Regions from separate parts of the Oncorhynchus mykiss genome. Here region 1 is linked to region 2. The links are chromatin contacts, called in public Hi-C maps. All regions are on one chromosome and are shown on one strand. Each heading gives the region's core, a stretch centred on a gene start, on an enhancer-like site or on the middle of the called end of the contact. The rest is flanking DNA. Distances are from core to core; before and after follow the strand shown.

Evidence for each region. Hi-C and Micro-C count contacts between places; a contact is called where the count stands out from the background.
Region 1: a Hi-C map of liver shows a contact between it and region 2, with 8 times the contacts expected there. The contact joins the promoter of LOC110486037 here to the promoter of LOC110486035 in region 2. A contact is called at or near these places in 2 of 3 Hi-C or Micro-C datasets (blood and liver).

The regions. Positions count from the first base shown.
Region 1 is chr13:24,900,754-24,904,978 of USDA_OmykA_1.1, forward strand. It overlaps LOC110486037 (microtubule-associated proteins 1A/1B light chain 3C), which reads right to left and starts at 2,550. Exons shown (of 4, transcript XM_021557348.2): 1 at 2,390-2,550; 2 at 2,253-2,308; 3 at 2,057-2,163; 4 at 1,432-1,800. The coding sequence starts at 2,450. The coding sequence ends at 1,593. LOC110486038 (striatin) reads left to right here and starts at 3,298. Exons shown (of 18, transcript XM_036940685.1): 1 at 3,298-3,684. The coding sequence starts at 3,466.
Region 2 is chr13:24,723,917-24,728,117 of USDA_OmykA_1.1, forward strand. LOC110486035 (mitochondrial import receptor subunit TOM20 homolog) reads right to left here and starts at 2,094. Exons shown (of 5, transcript XM_021557346.2): 1 at 1,777-2,094; 2 at 345-391. The coding sequence starts at 1,900.

The DNA of each region.
Region 1 (4,225 bases), core at 1,300-3,799, 180 kb after region 2:
CGCTGACCATGCTTAGGATAATGCCTTGTAATGCTTGTTAATGCTTTGTAACTTAAGCTTTATACCTTGTCATGTGAATCCATTCATTGTACAATGTTAATTAAATATCTGCCTTTCATAGACAATTCTCAGGCATTTTTTTGTTATTGCCCATTACTGTACCAACTATGGTGTTCTTGCATATTGCTAACTAATCTTTATGGAGTCAAACATTTCACAAATATCTACAGAACATTAATTGCTGCCTCTATCTTGAAACCAATATTCACTAATATCCAGAAATATAAATGTACCTAAAATAAGCAGCTTTATAAAAAAAATAGCTTTATTCTACAAGGAAAATTAACTTGTTCATGTCACTGACCCTTTTGATGACCACTCTTGGATCACTTAACCCAAAATAAAATGCAATTCAATCATTTTAGATTTACTGGACTTAAGGGCTGATTTCAAATTCAGGAAGTGAGTCCCTTTTCTGGGTTAACCCTTCCCTGATAAGGAGTGTCCAGTCCCTTGCAGTGCAGACCTGTGACCACATGCAACCATTAGGCTGAGCTTAAGCCCAACTTTTCTAGAAGTTGGAATGGTTCTTGCTTCTATACATTTTGCAGCCTCAACTAAAAGAGCCTTCAAGTACTTCAGCCTTACAAAGATCCAAATTCAAACCATTGTGCAGTCACAGATATGGTTGAACAATACTGCCACCTTCAGGAGGATTGTTCCTATTCAGGAGTACCAATCAGCCCTTGGTTCAAATACTTTGTATAGCCTGCCTGGAGTGCCAGATAGAGGGTTGTGGTTTTGGGGCTATTATATTGGTTCATTAAGCCAAGCAAGTTTAGTCAAGCACACATTTCAAGTAGTATTTAAACCGAGGTCTGATCCCCAATATGGCACAAATGGACCCATATTGGATTGAATAGTTATGCGTGTACACATACAGCCCAATTCTGATATTTACAAGAACCTAGAGTATAGGAGTCGATTTGGGCAACAGGTCCTTCCTTGATAACTGATGCCTCAGAGTTCCTATTGAAGACAATGTCCAAGTCCACACATTTTGGGGAAATTAAATGAAGGGGCACGAGTGACAAAAATAAGTGCAATATGCTGAAATTGCTGCACCATGTTTGCTAAAGTGCTAAGTTGTCAAACTGATATTGGGCTCAAATATTGAATCATTGTACCGCTGGGAAAATCACTTTTCAATAATTAAATATTTCCCAGCTGCTTTAAGCTGGCATACAAACAAAAAGTTTAGAAAACCTCTGAAATAACACACAGAACAGATCTACGACTTCTTAAACATGTTTAACGAGAATGACAGACCTACACCTCCCATTTCTATGCTAATTTGTTTTTTAGCCCAAAAAGTTACATATTGCCGCTTTAAGCAATCTAGCCAAACTGATGTAATACAGAGCATGGTCCTCAAAAGTTTCAAACATTTATTACCTTAAAAACAATATACAAAAACATTGAGTAATATTAAATATCCATATATTGCATTTTATATCTATACACGAAGTTCAGTTATTGGGCCTGCCAAAAGCCGAGGCCTCACATTATCCAATCCTGCAATTTATGTCTTCTCAAACATTTCCAGCAATTGGCAATGACTCCTCGTGGATTTCAACACAATTACCAAACATTTCTTGAGAAGCATAGGTCATGTAGAGAAAGCCATCGTCATCTTTGTGGTCCTTGTAGACTTGCGCCATGGTAAGAGACATGCTGGCCAGGCCACTATTATTGATAAGCAGGTAGAACGCTTGACTCTGCATCAGAGACATACGATTTCTGAAACGAGAACGTGCAGAGTGTATTGACAAGACGTACTCAAAATGTGGAAATTATCTTGCACAAAGTCAGGTAATATAAAAGTAGTGAGTCGCGCGCGGCACTCGAGGCTGATACGTATCAGGTGATAACCAAGTTTGAAATTATGCACAAGTTCTCAAACAAACATTGAAGACATTATTTCAGTCATGTTAAGCCATGCTTGCCAAGTTAAATAATCAACATTTCAGCTAAACGTTTCTCAAAGGAGACACACCTTATAATGGTGACAAACTGAGTCATGGAAAGTTCTTGGGGGACCAGGAATTTCGTTTTATCAAGAGGCGGCAAGTACTTCTCCCGTTGATACCTTTCAATGATAACCTGTGTGTGGGTGGAAAGGTCACTTTTAGAAGGTGCAAATTCAATGGAACGTCAGGGTAGAATACGGTTTTAGAAATAGGCGAACTTACCGGAATTTTTGTTGGAAACTTTGTTCGGATCCCCGCGACCTCCTGTTTTCTCGTGGCTGTTTGGGATGGAAAACGTGGATGAGATTATAAAGCAACGCATAGTCTACCACATGCAAAGCAATACATTCAATAATCACCAAAGCTTTTTCTCTGCTTGAAGGACTTAGGGTGCTGTGGTTTCTCAAATGGAGGCATCATGTGGGCAAGTGGCTCCTCTCTTCAATTCCTGCTGTCTGATCTAGGCTATAAAAAATTTAACCATGTAGAACAGCCAACAGAAATTAAATAGTGTGGTCGCAGTGACGTATCACCTCATTACCTTGGGGTTGGGTCAGCACGCTTCATATGGCTAATGAATTGACCGTGCATAATGACTCCGCTGTGTGTAAAACCAATCCAAATGGTTAAGATCTAATAAATTACCTGATTGTAATGTTTCATGTAATTGATGTTTGAAAAGAAGACTGTTTGAATTACCAAACATTATATAGAGGTAATTTAGTCATTAAAATATCTTACACACAAATCATACATAGAGGCCTTATAATATTCTCACACTAAAGTAGGCCCTACATCATGTGAGGGCAACATTTTGTTTAATGTATTTTCGTGGATTTCAAAGGACATGAAATTCAGTCGGGGTCGTGGATGATAGGCTTGGGTGTGTGTGCAATGTAAACAACTGGATTAATGGCTCAATGGAATGCATAGATGCATTAATGGAATGTGCTATAATATATGAAATATGGCTACCACAGATACACTTCTGTAGCATACATTATGACATTTTCAATTTAAGTTACAAAAAAATATACTCCGTAGGCCAATTAAAGAAAATGACAGTAAAAAAAAAAGAGAACAAGCGAATTTTAGGTTGAAAATGCAGCTATATCTTCTTTGAACTTCAAATTCCATCATACGTAGTGTACAACAGTTGTCAACAGCGCATTTATATCCGATTGGCTTATTCCAGTGTGAATCGTGTAAATCGACCAATGGGTAAAGAAATCACTGGATGTGGGTGGGAGCTGAGTGTGAACGTCATCAATTGACAGCTGGCTGCTCCGACATGAATGTGCCTGCCCAGTAGAGAGAGCTGTAGGTAGCTATTTCCTTTCCATTTCATATCACAGGGGCGGTTAAAGGAAAACCCATCCGTCTGAGCACAGTCGTGCCAGCTTGTGCGAACTGAACCCACACACCTGGCCTGGGCATGGACGAACAGGCAGGGCCCGGCGTGTTCTTTAACAACAACAACAACTCGGGTTTGCCAGGCGCTGGCAAAGGACCGCAGCAGCCGGGCGACGTCGGTGGCGGAGAGGCGGCCAGGGCTCATTACAACATTCCGGGGATATTGCACTTTCTGCAACACGAATGGGCCCGTTTCGAGGTGGATAGAGCGCAATGGGAGGTGGAGCGAGCCGAATTGCAGGTAAACCACGTCAAAATGCCCTGCTTATTTTTGGTTGGGGGTTTACGGTGTTGAGTGCGCCCTAGGAAGATTGACATTTGTGTCAGGAAGCTTACTCGCGTGCTACGGTCTTTGTGGCGAGAACTGCTCGAGCTACGTTGCTACTAGAGTAGTCTTGGTCGGATGACGTTAGTCACTATAGCCAACCTCGGTCCTGTGAAACACTGTGCTAAGTCGGTTGAATAATATAAAATGATTCTGATGAACAGTGAAGTTGATTCATGCACTCAATAGGCATGAGTCTTTTATTGTGCCTTATGACTTCTCTTGAAAGGCATGTCGTAAATATATCAGAGGTAAGGCTATTAGCATAATGTGATGTGCAGGCCTTGTTTGAGTTGTAGCTCGCAGTGTAAAATTAAATATAAACGCAACAATTTCAAAGATTTTACTGATTTACGGTTAATACAAGGAAATCAGTCAATTGAAATAAATTCATTAGGCACTAACCTTTGGATTTCACATGACTGGTAATACAGATATGCATCTGTTGGTCACAGAT
Region 2 (4,201 bases), core at 844-3,343:
AGTCAAGTATGTGGGCCTTAAGTAACAGATTTTGGAGAGAAGAGTGTAGTCGAGTAGGTCTGTATCCATTGGGGAGCTATACAGTTGTGTTGACTGAAATTCGGTACCACTGTACAGACAAAAGGTTTAATAAATGCACTAATTCCAGTCTCAAATCAGTCATACCCAGCCATCACCTTGCCGTGTCCCAATACATGCCAGTGAAGATATCCTGTTTATTCCACTTGAGGTCATTGGAGATTATTTTCCACAAGGTATCATCTGAAGTGTACAAGACATGACTTCTTTAGACGTGTGTTCATTGAGGAAGAATAGAAATAGTACCTCGAGGGGATTTTACTCACCTTTGACAGTCCTGTCCCCTGTTTTGCAGCCGCCTGATTTCTCCTCCCTTGGGCAGAGGTAAACACAATCACTGTTAATATAAATAGCTTTGGGGATTGCTCATGTTTGTACTTAGACAACTTAGTTTCTCAGGCAATCCTACAATGCAAGACTATGATTAGGAACAGTAAGGAAGTCCCATTAACATCCTAAATTGACACCCTGAAGTACAACTTTGGCTTTGAACAAAGCTCCAAAATAATCCACACACCTTCCCTTGATAAAGTGGTTTACCCAGGTCAGAATCAGGAAATACTTAATAGCAAGTGACAACTAGCCAAACAATCCTAGTTATTTTTTTCTGATAGAGTGATTAACTACCAGAGTGGAAGGTAAATGAAAAAAAGTCTAACAGAGGAACATGGCTCATTCAATTGCAGTAAAGCAGGTGTACAAAGCATTGTGGCCAGCTGACAGCCAAATTCCATCTTTCATACTGTAGTCCAGCTACAATTGTAGTCTAGTTAATGTGGGACTGGAATGTGATCTGTATAGGATTTTTATTGTGACATGCATCCATGTGTGTATTCTAATTGGCTCCTGTATTAGAGTGAGGGATTCTGGGTAGAAGACAAGGCAGAACTGCCATTATGTAGTGTGTGGAGGTGTATTTATTTTATATCCCCTTATGAGTTATGTAGTCTCATCATTAAAGTTTGCAGTGTAATGCTCTGTAGGCGCATTATCAGCTTCTTCATACCGACAACCCCATGGCCTTACATGAGTAGTAGGCCTGGATAGAGTAACACCAGGGATATCCAGGTTGCTCTAATACAGGAGATGATTAGAATACATATATGGATGCATGTCACAATAAAAATCCTATACAGATCACATTCCAGTTCCACATTAACTAGACTACAATTGTAGCTGGGCTACAGTATGAAAGATGGATTTGGGCTGCTTGGCAAGCTCTATGTCTGATATGGCAAGCTCTATGTCTGATATGGCTAGTAGCCAAGAATGGTTGGTTTAGGTTACATAACAGTTCAAAACACACCATCAATGAATGAATCAGGGTAGGTGCAGCTTTCCATGTCTGAATTCAACTAACAGAACGCTTGTTGTGAGTGAGTAGGAAGTACATTAATACATGATAAAGGAGGTAGTTAGCAGAGAAACGCTCAACTCTATAAGAGAACAGAGTTGAGTTGCTATGCGCTAGCTAGGTTAGCACTGGCTAGTTAGGTGCAGGACTTTTGGGGTTAGCAGTGCGCTGACAATTAATGAATTAGATCTAATGCACAAACCATTAACGTAACCATGCAAGCTTCTATACTTCGCCAATTGGGAATAGTTAAACGAGTTCGGCCTGGCTCGGGCATTTTGTTGCACCTCAGGTCTCCCAAACAGAGACCGGAGCGGGTTGCAAAGGACGTGGACAACACTCACGTTCTCGTAGCCTGTTCTTGAAGTTGGGGTCACTCCGTCTTTTCCTGTCGAAGTAGATGCAGTAGCCAACGAACAGAGCCCCGCAAACACCGGCGGCTATCGTGCTCGATTTACCGCCCATCATCACTTCCGAAATGGTTGATATTTCTATGTTAACAAAGAGAATATTTCTATTTCGGCTTATATCAAAGGTGGTACATGACCTCACACAGTCGCAAGTTCGCAGCAAAAAGGACCAGTAGGACCGCTGACTAATTTGACAGCTAGGGTGTCCGCATTGAACGCCCGATCGAAAATAACACACATTTAATTCCCAATCACATGATATCACCGATAGCGTATGCATTTGGTTGAATATAAAGTGTTGTATGTTGAACCCAGATGGGGGGGATGTGTTAGGATTTCTTTAAATCAATGTAAGTAGTTTTGGGTAGCATTGAAATGTAAGTGCCACAAGGGAGCAGTAGCAATTCATCAAAAAAAGAAGCAGCAGGCTAATGATTACATTTGATACAATTAAACAGTATTTTCTCCAGAGTAAGAAAAATAGAAACAATTCAGCTACGACTATAGGTATTTTGACTAACCTGGGGTAGACTACACAGCAGCAAACAATGGCCAAGTGAAATATTGAACAGTAGGCTACATGGTGTGGCACAATCATTTAGACTAGTAAGACAACATGTACAATTTTGCTTTCGCTACGACCAATTAATTTACGAAAAATGATGCCAGTTGCACTGAGCCTTGCTCCTATGCCTGTCTGGGCTTAGTTTGCACTTTTCATCTCCCAGATGATAGCTAATCCCTAGAAGTGCTGCTCAACAGAACAGATGGTCAGCTGCATTACATGTGCAAGGCCAGGCTGCTGCAAAAATATACCACCTTGACTATTAGGCTTCTGAGGGCACATGCTCAGACCTGCAGTAATACAAACCATCAGGCATGCACATCCTTACATGGATTATATCATCACCAGACTGTGTCTGGTATTGCGTGCACCTTTGCCTTTAAATGGCAACTGAGTCGTTCTGCACCCTTACACCATTTCTGTGGCTGGTTGTTGTTGTTACAGTTTAATAAAGGAATAACTGAACCTTAGAGATTTGCGTCATTGACCACACGTCGCCAGTTGACAGGATTTTGGAAGAGTGTGTGTGCTTTTGATGGGGTTTCCAGTTAAGCTGTGGGTGTGTGGGTGTGTGGTTGTGTGCGTGCGTGCGTGTGTGTTTGTACAAATGTGTGTACACCTTCATACCCGTACTTATGTCTCTATGTGTGTGTGTATGTGAGCATGCATTGCATGTGTACTTCTTCATACTTATGTGTGTGTGTGTGCATGTATCAGTGGAGGCTGCTGAGGGGAGGATGATTCATAATAATGGCCAGAATGGAGTGAGCCGTCCTTCCCTCAGCAGCCTCCACTGGCATGTGTGTGTATGTGCGTGCATGTGTACACTTGTCTGTGGACAATTTACATGGTAGGAGGATTACCCGTCTGCCCTGTCGTCTCTCTTGCCAGCGGCTTAGCAGCTCGCACCTGGCATGCAGCTGGCTGAGGGTTTGGCGAAGAATTCACCCCTCAGGGACATCTAGCTCCGCCAGTGCCCAGGCTTGACGTGTCGCGGCTTAGCCAGAGGCTTATCGTCTCGCGGTGGTGGGTTATTATTACCATTACTCAATCGTTCCTGGAAGGTGCTTTGGAAGCCCTACTGTATGTGATCCCAGTGCTTGTGTGTTCGGAGGTCTCCTAATCCATGCCGTCATCCCAGGCCACATTATACATGTCTGTAGCAATTCCCTAGGAAACAAGTACTCTTGTCATTTGCTGGGACTCAGACAGATCTCATGTCCTTATGTTGATGTGGGTTGGAGGTTTGGACAGAAAGACCATGACACACACATCACACACACACACACACATGTTTAGGGATGTTGTACAAATAATGGTTGTTGCAAAACTATCTATCAATCAGATAGTAGAATTATGTAAGACTTTAGGGTTTATAAAGAGAACCAACCAATGGGGATGCTTTTCCCGACTGATTCCTACATATCTCTCTTAAAACCATTTATATGGGTATAACTTTTACTGTTCTCCTGGGTGTGCTAAGGTTGGCAATAGGACAGGAGACACCCTGCAGTTGCTTATTGTGCAGTATACGAGCCTCACTGTGTACCTTTATTGACTGTGCACATAGCACTATTAAATTAATTAAGCATGCTCCATAAAGGCTAGGTAATTAGCATGCTTGGGCTCCTAATCCAATCAGTGTCCATGATGCTGCACGGTGAGCTCATCGCTATATGACATTCACACCCATGCTGACTCTGCACATTTACTGTAAAACCTGGCACGGCGACCTGCGTATGTGAGTGCAAAAGCAATTATCCTCTTCTGCCCTGTCATCTTCCTTGGAATGGT